3 separate regions of the Mus musculus genome follow, and all the other regions are linked to region 3. A link is a contact called in public Hi-C data. All regions are on one chromosome and are shown on one strand. The core of a region is the stretch at or near the end of the contact, and the rest is flanking DNA. Distances in the headings are between cores, read along the strand shown.

Region 1 (2,700 bases), core at 140-2,639, 260 kb before region 3:
TCACAAATGAAAGACACACACACACCCTTCATATTTTGGTATGCCTTGACTAGCTCAATGGTTGGGTCCTTCCAAACCTCCCTGCGGCTAGCACACACTCCCCTCCGGTATTCCTGAGTTAACACTGACTAAATCTATATTTTATCTTTGCTGCCCTGTTTCCTTCTGGGCAGCTGTCTCACGGGGCCACTTTCTCTTTGTACCTACATTGCTGGATGCTTTCTCTTCTGCAGCTCTTAAATCTGATCTCTCTGTTTCTGCTTCACAGCGAATTTGTTCCTTCTCTTCTCTGCATCTTTCCTGGGAATCCTAAAAGTCCTGCCTCTTTCACCCTGCCCAGCCATTGGCTGTTGGCTCTTTATTGATTAATCAAAAGCCAATTGGGGCAGGGACTCTCAGTATCTGGACATGCTGATTCCTTTGTGATTTTGGCAGCTGAATTAAGACAAAGCATTAGAACCAATCCCCAACATCTGGCAATTGAACTCAGGTCATCTGCATGAGCAGAACATGCTCTTAACTGCTGAGCCATCTCTCTAGCCCTGTAAATATAACAATTTCTTCAGATTATCAGTTTAATTAAAAGGAGCACAAATTATTTGGGAGACAGAGGCATTCTATGGAACATGATCAGATAGATCTTCAAGGACTGTGAAACTTAAGAGACAGAATCCTTTCCATCAGGATTCTGGAATTTTCTTAGAGTATGACAGTATTTAATATATTAGTGCTGTATAGTTTCTGGAATGGAACTTTGACACAAACCAATGAGTCCCTTGTAGTCCATAGTCCTTGAGTTCATAATCACCCACAAAGCTTAGTTTTGCTGCCACTTGTATATTTGTTGGAGCAACATCCATTGATTTGGGAAAAATGCCTGGGCATCAGGATGACGCCACCTAGGCCTGGGGACATCAGGGACTTCTCAGGCGGTGTCCTTTCTTCCTAGATTCTTTCTTTATGCTGCAGTGAAAACCTTGTCCTTCCTGCCCAGCAACCCAGGGGTTATCTCATCAGTGCCCCTCTTAGAACTCAAGCTCTTGGCCTCTCCCCTCCCTCCTATTCTTTATTCTTGGGTGCGATTTTCTATTTGTAATCCTAAGTGAACAGAGACTGGCTCTAACTTTTGAGGGTATTAGAGGTAATGATAAAATTTAGAGGTGAGGCAGAGAGTGTGAATGTTTGACAAACACAGTTGTGGGCTTCCTTTGAGCACTCCTTTCTTGAACCCAAATAAGAATTTGCTCTTCTGTGTTCGCATTTGAACCCATTCAATTCAAACAGGCAAATTGTTTCTGAGATTATGCAACTGAGTTAGAGAAGAGACATATTTGCCCCTTAGGCATAGGTGACCCAGTGACTAAGACTGCAGCTTGTGCCACATGCCCATGAGTCATCAATCTGGTAGTGACATCATCCTGATAGAAAAACAGGATTAGAAATACTGCAGCTTCTCACAGTGATTCGAAAAATGAGTTTATGTTCTACCAGGCACTTGGAGCTTATACTGCTATCATCTTATTAGTGTTTGTGTCTGCAGCCAAAGCAGGCATGATTTAAATGAGAAACACAGAGGGCATGGTTTTAAATGTAAATATTTGCTCCTCGCCAAAATAAAAACAACCAACCTTCCACAAAATGAAGATTTTATGAAGAATTTAAATTTATCTGACTTCACATAACCATGGCTCTAAGTGCTTGGCTTCTTTAAGAAAAATCATAAGCCCCCCCCCCCCACACTTCCTTGAATAGAATGGCTCTCTTGGCATAAGAAATTTGTATGTATAGACTTAGTTGCTCCGATTGCGGGAAGTGCCACCTGCTGCCTTCAAGGAAAGACGTTTCTGGAAACACTAGAACAGATGTTTAACTACTGGTAGATTGGCTATTAAAAGTTTAAAATTGTCCAGTAATTTTCTTTGCATGTCAGAATGTAGGACATTTGGGGAGAGGCGTCCTTCTAAAATTGAAATATTCAGCCCCATTTAGTCTGTAATCATAATCCTTCACTGGTGAGACTGGAGGACTAGGTTGGAGATTTGTAAATGCCAGCCCATTTGTAAATGCCAGAAAGACAGCTCAGGAATATCTATCTGTCTTTCTGACCACTGAAATTTCTGTCTTTCTGACCACGTTCAGATATTAGAGAGAAAGTTAAAAGCATCCAACTCATGCAAAAGCTTTTATGGAAATGAATATTTCAAACGAATGAGTCTTTAATAATCTGAGAGTTGATGCATGCCAATAATATTAGCTTTAATTATATTTAGAGCTTTTTGAATAAAGCCATGCAACAGATAAGCAAGGTCTGCTTTCATTTCTACCCTTCATGCTCCCTTCCTCCCTTTCTGTGAAGAATGGCTCACCCATCAGTCTTGGCCCAAATAGAAAGCAAAGGGATCAAAGAAAGAATTCAAGGAAGATGGGGTATCCTCTCTGTTCTCTACACTGACACAAAGGTCTCCTCCATGCTGAAATTGGTCAGGATGCTAACGTCTCTTTCTTTGGCAAAGATTTACCCCTTTCTACTCATTGTCTCCCTTTCTCATTTCTCATTCTCTGTGATTAAGTAAAGCTTGATGTTAGCACCATTGAAGGCTGAGGTCATTTCACAGTGCATACTAATTTGCCCTGGTCTGCCTGTAAAGTGTTTTCAGATCTCAAGCCCAATGCATTTTGTTGCTGGATGTTTAGAAAACG
Region 2 (2,826 bases), core at 76-2,575, 500 kb before region 3:
CATCAAACGCTGCGACAGGGCTCTCCAGCCCGACCCACAGGGCCCCTCAAGCAAGTGTGTATGACTTAGATGTCCTCTTGCCCTTTAAGCCGAATGAAGAATCAAGCCACTAATGTATTCATGCTGGGTACATTTAATTACTCTCTCTATAGAAAACCCCAACTTTGATTGTGTGTGTGTGTGTGTGTGTGTGTGTGTGTGTGTGAACTGACTTAGTTCTTATCAGATTTTATTCTGAGGTTGACAGCGTGAGGTTATGGAATACTTTTAGGTAAAAAAATGGCTACGTAGGTGAATCTCTGAGTAGTCTGTCTAATCTCATTGTTCTGTGTGTGGCAAAGGCAGCTAACAAGTCTCATTTTGCTCAACTGTGGCAAACAACATTTAAAGCTGGACACGGTGTCTTGTTTTGGTAATCTCCTCACTGAGGCAGGAGGAACGAGAGTTCAAGGCCAGCCTAGATAGAGTACATCGTGAACCCCTACATTAACAAAGAAAGGCCAGGTGTAGGCATGGCGTGCACACATTTAATCCCAGCAGGAGGCAGATGCAGGCAGATCTTTTTGAATTCAAGGCCATGGCCCAAGGCATTATAATTTTGGTTATTAGCGGTGCCACATAAAAAAAAAAAAAAACTGGCAGCGGACTACCCGCAACGTAGGTTCTTTACTTTTTCCATGTCTGAACTAAAGCTGGACCTAACCAGAAAGACACTGCCATTCACTCCTGTCACCACAAGGGGGCAGCCTCCCAGCCTCTGCTGCTGAACCCTCCCCACATCCCAGCTCCCTCTGGCCAGCCTGTGTCTATCTCCAGTTCACAGTCACCTTTGTCTCCCAGGATACGGGAACAGTTCCCAGGAACCGAGATGGAGAAGTACGCCCTCTTTATCTACGAATCCCTTAAGAAAACCAAATGCAGAGAGTTTGTGCCTTCCCGAGATGAAATCGAAGCTCTGATCCACCGGCAGGAAATGACGTCCACAGTGTATTGCCATGGCGGAGGCTCCTGCAAGATCACCATCAACTCCCACACCACAGCCGGGGAGGTAGGGAATGCCGACAGTCAATCGCCTTGTGCTTGTTGCACACTGGCCCATACGCCTGTGGTACCTGAATGTGTGTTTATGCTCAGTGTATCCGCTCAACAAGCAAGGAAGTCAGTACAGCCAGCAGCCAAGCGCACGCACACACACACACACACACACACACAGTAGAGGTAAAAGTTGAGTTACGTGCAAATGCAAAGCTCCACCTAAGCCAGTGTCCCTCAGACGTAATCTCCCCCATCTTGAACGTGTCTAGATCTGCAATGGGGAAACCCTGTGAGAAGGGTGTGTCGAGTCTCTTCGGCCACCAGGTGTCTCTCTGTGCCTGCCATGAGAATGTGGAGAATACCACATCAGAAGAGCACATTTTCCCCTGACCTCTTAAATCAAGCCCAACAAAAGCTTGGAATGATGGTGGCGTTGCTAATTAAGCCTTAGGAGCCTTTTGAAGTGACTCATCATTAGAAATCGCCACTGTTTCTCAAGGCTTATCAATATATCGGATAAAAGATGGGACTTAGGGGTTTCATTTATTTTTCCAACTACTGAGGCTTTGCAAAAAAAGAAAACCGTAAGTTAGTGGTCCTCCTCTCCCCTGCCCCTCCCCCCACGCCCCGGGGAGGGGAGGGAAGAAGAAAGTCAAAGCTGAATTTATCAAGACAGTAAGAGCAAGCCAGTACATGCTCAGGCTCCGGGGCAGCAGTCTCAGAGGGCTGTGTGGACCCTGCCACACCAGCCTCTCCCTCCGACAGATGACGTCGTATGCATGTAAAGCGCATGGCGGCAGCAGCGTCTGAGCTGAGAGCCCCTGATGTGTCTTCCAGGTGGTGGAGAAGCTGATCCGAGGGCTCGCCATGGAGGACAGCAGGAACATGTTTGCCTTGTTTGAGTACAACGGACAGGTGGACAAGGCCATCGAAAGCCGGACCATCGTAGCTGACGTCCTGGCAAAGTTTGAAAAGTAAGTTCCTCCCCTTCAAAACGCCTGGAGAACACGTGTGTTTGCGTTAGTTTATATTTTACCCTTGTTAATCTATTTACCTTTTCCTCTCTGCCACCTGTTGGCCCTCTTTGCTTGAAAGCTTTCTCTTTATTATCTACCCTAAAGTGGAACCTGGCTGGAACAATGCACTTTCCCTCTGGTTAAACTACCCAGGAGATCTGACAAGGACTGCCTTGCTATTTTGTTTGTGTGACGACCCCTTGTGTCACCTCTTTGTCCCATCATATGGTAGGACAGCTTCATCTTCAGAGTACGCTGTGTGAAATCAGCCCTCTGTGGGTTACCATGGCCCATTTCTGGTTTTGCTCTGAGACTTTTGTGGCTTCTGCCTGTAGGCTAGCTGCCACGTCAGAAGCCGGGGACGCGCCATGGAAATTCTACTTCAAACTTTATTGCTTCCTGGACACCGACAGCATGCCAAAAGACAGCGTGGAGTTTGCGTTTATGTTTGAACAGGTAAAAGGAACTCCAAGAGACAGATTCTTTTCCTTTGTCAGAGACAAGAGAGAGAAGCCCATTACTGCAGCAAATAAATAAACTGCTAAAGTCTGTAGGATTAGGTGCGGTAGCAGACTTACCAGCAAGGAAAAGCTAACCACTCACTGTGGAATGAGCACTCGGTTTGAACACCACTGCCAAGACACTTGATGTGCCAGAGTCAGGGGATACTCAGGCAGGGCACCTCCACTCTCTCAGAGGAGAAGGGGAGGGGGAGTAGAGGGGGGACTGGGAGGGGGACAGCAATCAGGATGTAAAGTGAATTTAAAAAAAGTAT
Region 3 (2,872 bases), core at 60-2,559:
AAGAAGATGAAGAAAGGATTGTGTGTGAATGCTGGTATATGTTCATGTGCCCATCACCCTGGCGCGCGCACGCGCACGCAAACACACACACACACACACACACACACACACACACACACACACACTGGTGTCAGATCTATGGACAGTCCTTAAATAGGCTGGTGACCTTGAACTTAGTTTGCCTATCTGGTCCTAGGTCTTCAGCTATGAAATGTGGCCAATAAGGAATGTTTTAGGGCCAGTCACTTCTGTCAAAGTCATTAAGACTCCACTTCAGTGATAAGTCACAATTGATTTGCATGGACACCTTGCAGGGTAAAACCCCAATAACCTAAGAGTTCAGACTGCTGGGTTTGGAACAGAAGGCCAGAGCACAGGAGCACAGTACCCTACTGGAAAGGGGTGGGGAGAGAGAGGAAGAGGGAGAGAAAAGGTAGGGAGGGGTAGGGAGGGAGGAGAGAGGAGGCCGGGGAGAGGGAGAGAGAGGGAGAGAGGGAGGAGAGACTGGGGGTGGGGGGTGGATGAGGGTGGAGGCAGGCTGAGTCAAGGTTGTAACCACTTTTCCTGGGAAGGACGCAGCAATATTTGTGCAAGCATGAAGGAGACCCACAAGCCACAGAATGGAGCATTGCAACCCTCCAACCTCGGACGCATCGAAAATTTTTACAAATCCAGGATGTATATATTCAGGAGAGGGAGACAGGGGGATTGGGCATTCCCAGGATGACAAAGGTTTCAGAGGCTTCTGCTTGAAGACTTTTGAGATGCAGAGTCCTCTGAAGAAGAGAGGACTGGGATCCCCAAAACAACAGTGGAGCAAAGAGCAGCTACAGCATCTGTCCTCAAGAGTCCTTTCCTGCGTGCCTCTGTTCACAGGGATGCCTACCTCGCCCTCATCCTTACTCCCACGCGGGTCTCTGCTTGGCCCACCGCGCCCCCACCCGGCGGGTTTCTCGGAATTCCCCCAGATCCACCCAGTAACGGTTTTTGGATCGGCAGCTTCCGACCCCTCCCCCTTTTCCTTTCTCACTGGAGCCGCAGTACCGCGCGCTTCTGCGAGGGGCAATCCGCCCCGGAACCGACGTGAGCGGCCCGGGGCGGGGTTAGTGGAAGCGGCCCAGGAATCCCCCAGTTCCAGCAGGGTCCTCTCGGCACCCCACACCTCTCTCTCACGCACGACTTGCCTACCCCCATCCCCCAGTCCAGTGCTTGTTCCCAGCCTCCTTGCCCAGCTCTGCGCTCCTCCCCGCCTCCCATCCCCACCCCCGCGCGCCTGGCACGGGCAGCCGAACTCGGCGCCGCCTCCATCAGAGCCGAGCCGGCGGCTCCGCTGAACAGCCGCCTCTGCGGCCGCCGCGCCGGTCCTCCGCGTCCTCTCCTGGTCCCGCCTTCCTAGTCCCTTCGCCCCGGTTCCCCTTCCCACCCTCTTCCCTCCTCCCTCTCCAGCCTTCCTCTGCGCTCTCTGGCTGCAGTCCGCGCCCGGCCCGCCACCGGGCGGGCAGGAGGACGGCGGCGACTCCACCATGAGCGACGAGGGCAAAAAACGGTCTAGCCGGGCGGACAGCCTCGAAGCTGAGCCACCTCTGCCCCCGCCGCCCCCACCCCCGCCTCCGGGAGAGTCGGTCCTGGTCCCCACCTCCCCACGCTACCGGCCGCCGCTGCCCGCGCCTCTGGAGCGCATCGTAGGGTCGGGCGAGCCGCCGGTAGAACTGGCCCCTCGGCGCAAGGGCGCAGGAGAGCCTCTACCGCCGCTGCCGCCGTCTCTGTTGCCCGGCGACCAGGAGGTGACAGCGGCGGGCGACTCCTGCGAAGGTCCTAGGCGCCTTCCAGAGGTGAAGCTCCCCGAGGCTGCGACGGGGAAAGGCAGCCCGGGGGAGCCCGAGGCCGGCGCGTGCCGGGAGGGCGAGCGGCGAGGCACCGGAGACCAGCCCGAAACACGCTCCGTATGTAGCAGCCGCAGCAGCAGTAGTGGCGGCGGTAGCGACCAGCGCTCGGGGCACCAGCACCAGCACCATCAGCCCATTTGCAAGATCTGCTTCCAGGGCGCAGAGCAGGTAAGGCCAGAGGGACCCCAGGTCTGCAGGCGGTGAGTCCTGGACCTGGACCGCAAGGGTAGAGCTTTCAGCACCACGGACAGCGCACGCCCCACAACTGAGCTTCCCTCTCCAGTTCTCTTTCTGAGAAGGCTGATAAAGTGTTCTGGTGGCCAATACAGAAGTAAATTAACCTACACCTTTTCTCTCTACCTTATTTTGAAGTCAGGTACTCCTAGGTACTATAATGGTAACATCATCAAGCGTTTCTTGTGAATTACTCAAAGGATTTTAGTTTATAAGTAGATTCAAGCCAGGTCTCTTTTCTGTTAATGTATCCAGAGAACTTAGTTTCAGAATACAAATGAGGCTGGGGATAAGTCATGCTACATCAATACCAATATGAGGTATGCAATACCAATATGCAATACCAAAAAAGGGTGGGTTTTTTATTACAAATTTTTAATGAGAAAGGTGCTACAGTTCTTGCAAAAGGAAGTACTTGAACAGAAAGGGTATCTTAGCCAATTGATGTCCTTGATGCTTTGTTAGAAATGCATTTTTAAAATTATAAGCATCATTAGAGTCACGTACAAACTTCCACAAGAACCATCATGCAGGGGAAATGAGAATGCATCTCCCTTGCAAAGTGTGTGAAAACATTAGCTTTAATGTCTCTGAAAGTTAGGAAGTTGCATAAGAATACACAGGCTTTCAGGAAATAGCGCCCTGAGTCAATATTTATGATGCTACATTTAGAAAAAGTAAAAGTGCAGGCTACTCTGAGCTGCTTTCTGCTATGCACTTCTCCTTTAGCAATGATTAAGAATAACTGCAGA

Evidence for each region. Hi-C and Micro-C count contacts between places; a contact is called where the count stands out from the background.
Region 1: a contact with region 3 is called in a Hi-C map of the N1E-115 cell line, with 2.8 times the contacts expected there. The contact joins the enhancer-like site here to the promoter of Marchf11 in region 3. A contact is called at or near these places in 1 of 39 promoter capture datasets (liver), 1 of 484 Hi-C or Micro-C datasets (the N1E-115 cell line), 2 of 115 datasets of contacts at active chromatin or transcription factors (embryonic hindbrain and embryonic stem cells) and 1 of 9 other capture datasets (embryonic stem cells).
Region 2: a Hi-C map of the N1E-115 cell line shows a contact between it and region 3, with 7 times the contacts expected there. The contact joins the enhancer-like site here to the promoter of Marchf11 in region 3. A contact is called at or near these places in 10 of 39 promoter capture datasets (the C10 cell line, the HPC-7 cell line, embryonic stem cells and 5 more), 3 of 15 datasets of contacts at CTCF or cohesin (large pre-B cells, pro-B cells and stem cell-derived epiblast-like cells), 53 of 484 Hi-C or Micro-C datasets (B cells, the BV-2 cell line, the Ba/F3 cell line and 34 more), 5 of 115 datasets of contacts at active chromatin or transcription factors (astrocytes, bone marrow-derived dendritic cells, embryonic stem cells and 1 more) and 1 of 9 other capture datasets (embryonic stem cells).

What each region holds. Positions count from the first base shown.
Region 1 is chr15:26,050,267-26,052,966 of GRCm38.p6, forward strand. No RefSeq gene overlaps it. Among named protein-coding and RNA genes, the nearest start is that of Gm41279, 11 kb to the right of the region's middle. Within about 2 kb of position 1,390, at least 14 of the 459 cell types and tissues checked have an H3K27ac peak or open chromatin away from gene starts, as enhancers often do. A contact at or near this core is called in the N1E-115 cell line, where this site is marked.
Region 2 is chr15:25,804,671-25,807,496 of GRCm38.p6, forward strand. Myo10 (myosin X) reads left to right here. Exons shown (of 41, transcript NM_019472.2): 36 at 841-1,048; 37 at 1,873-2,009; 38 at 2,387-2,507. Among named protein-coding and RNA genes, the nearest start is that of Retreg1, 37 kb to the right of the region's middle. Within about 2 kb of position 1,326, at least 32 of the 459 cell types and tissues checked have an H3K27ac peak or open chromatin away from gene starts, as enhancers often do. A contact at or near this core is called in the Ba/F3 cell line, the CH12 cell line, ECoMG myeloid progenitors and 7 more, where this site is marked.
Region 3 is chr15:26,307,739-26,310,610 of GRCm38.p6, forward strand. It overlaps Marchf11 (membrane associated ring-CH-type finger 11), which reads left to right and starts at 1,310. Exons shown (of 4, transcript NM_177597.6): 1 at 1,310-2,054. The coding sequence starts at 1,524.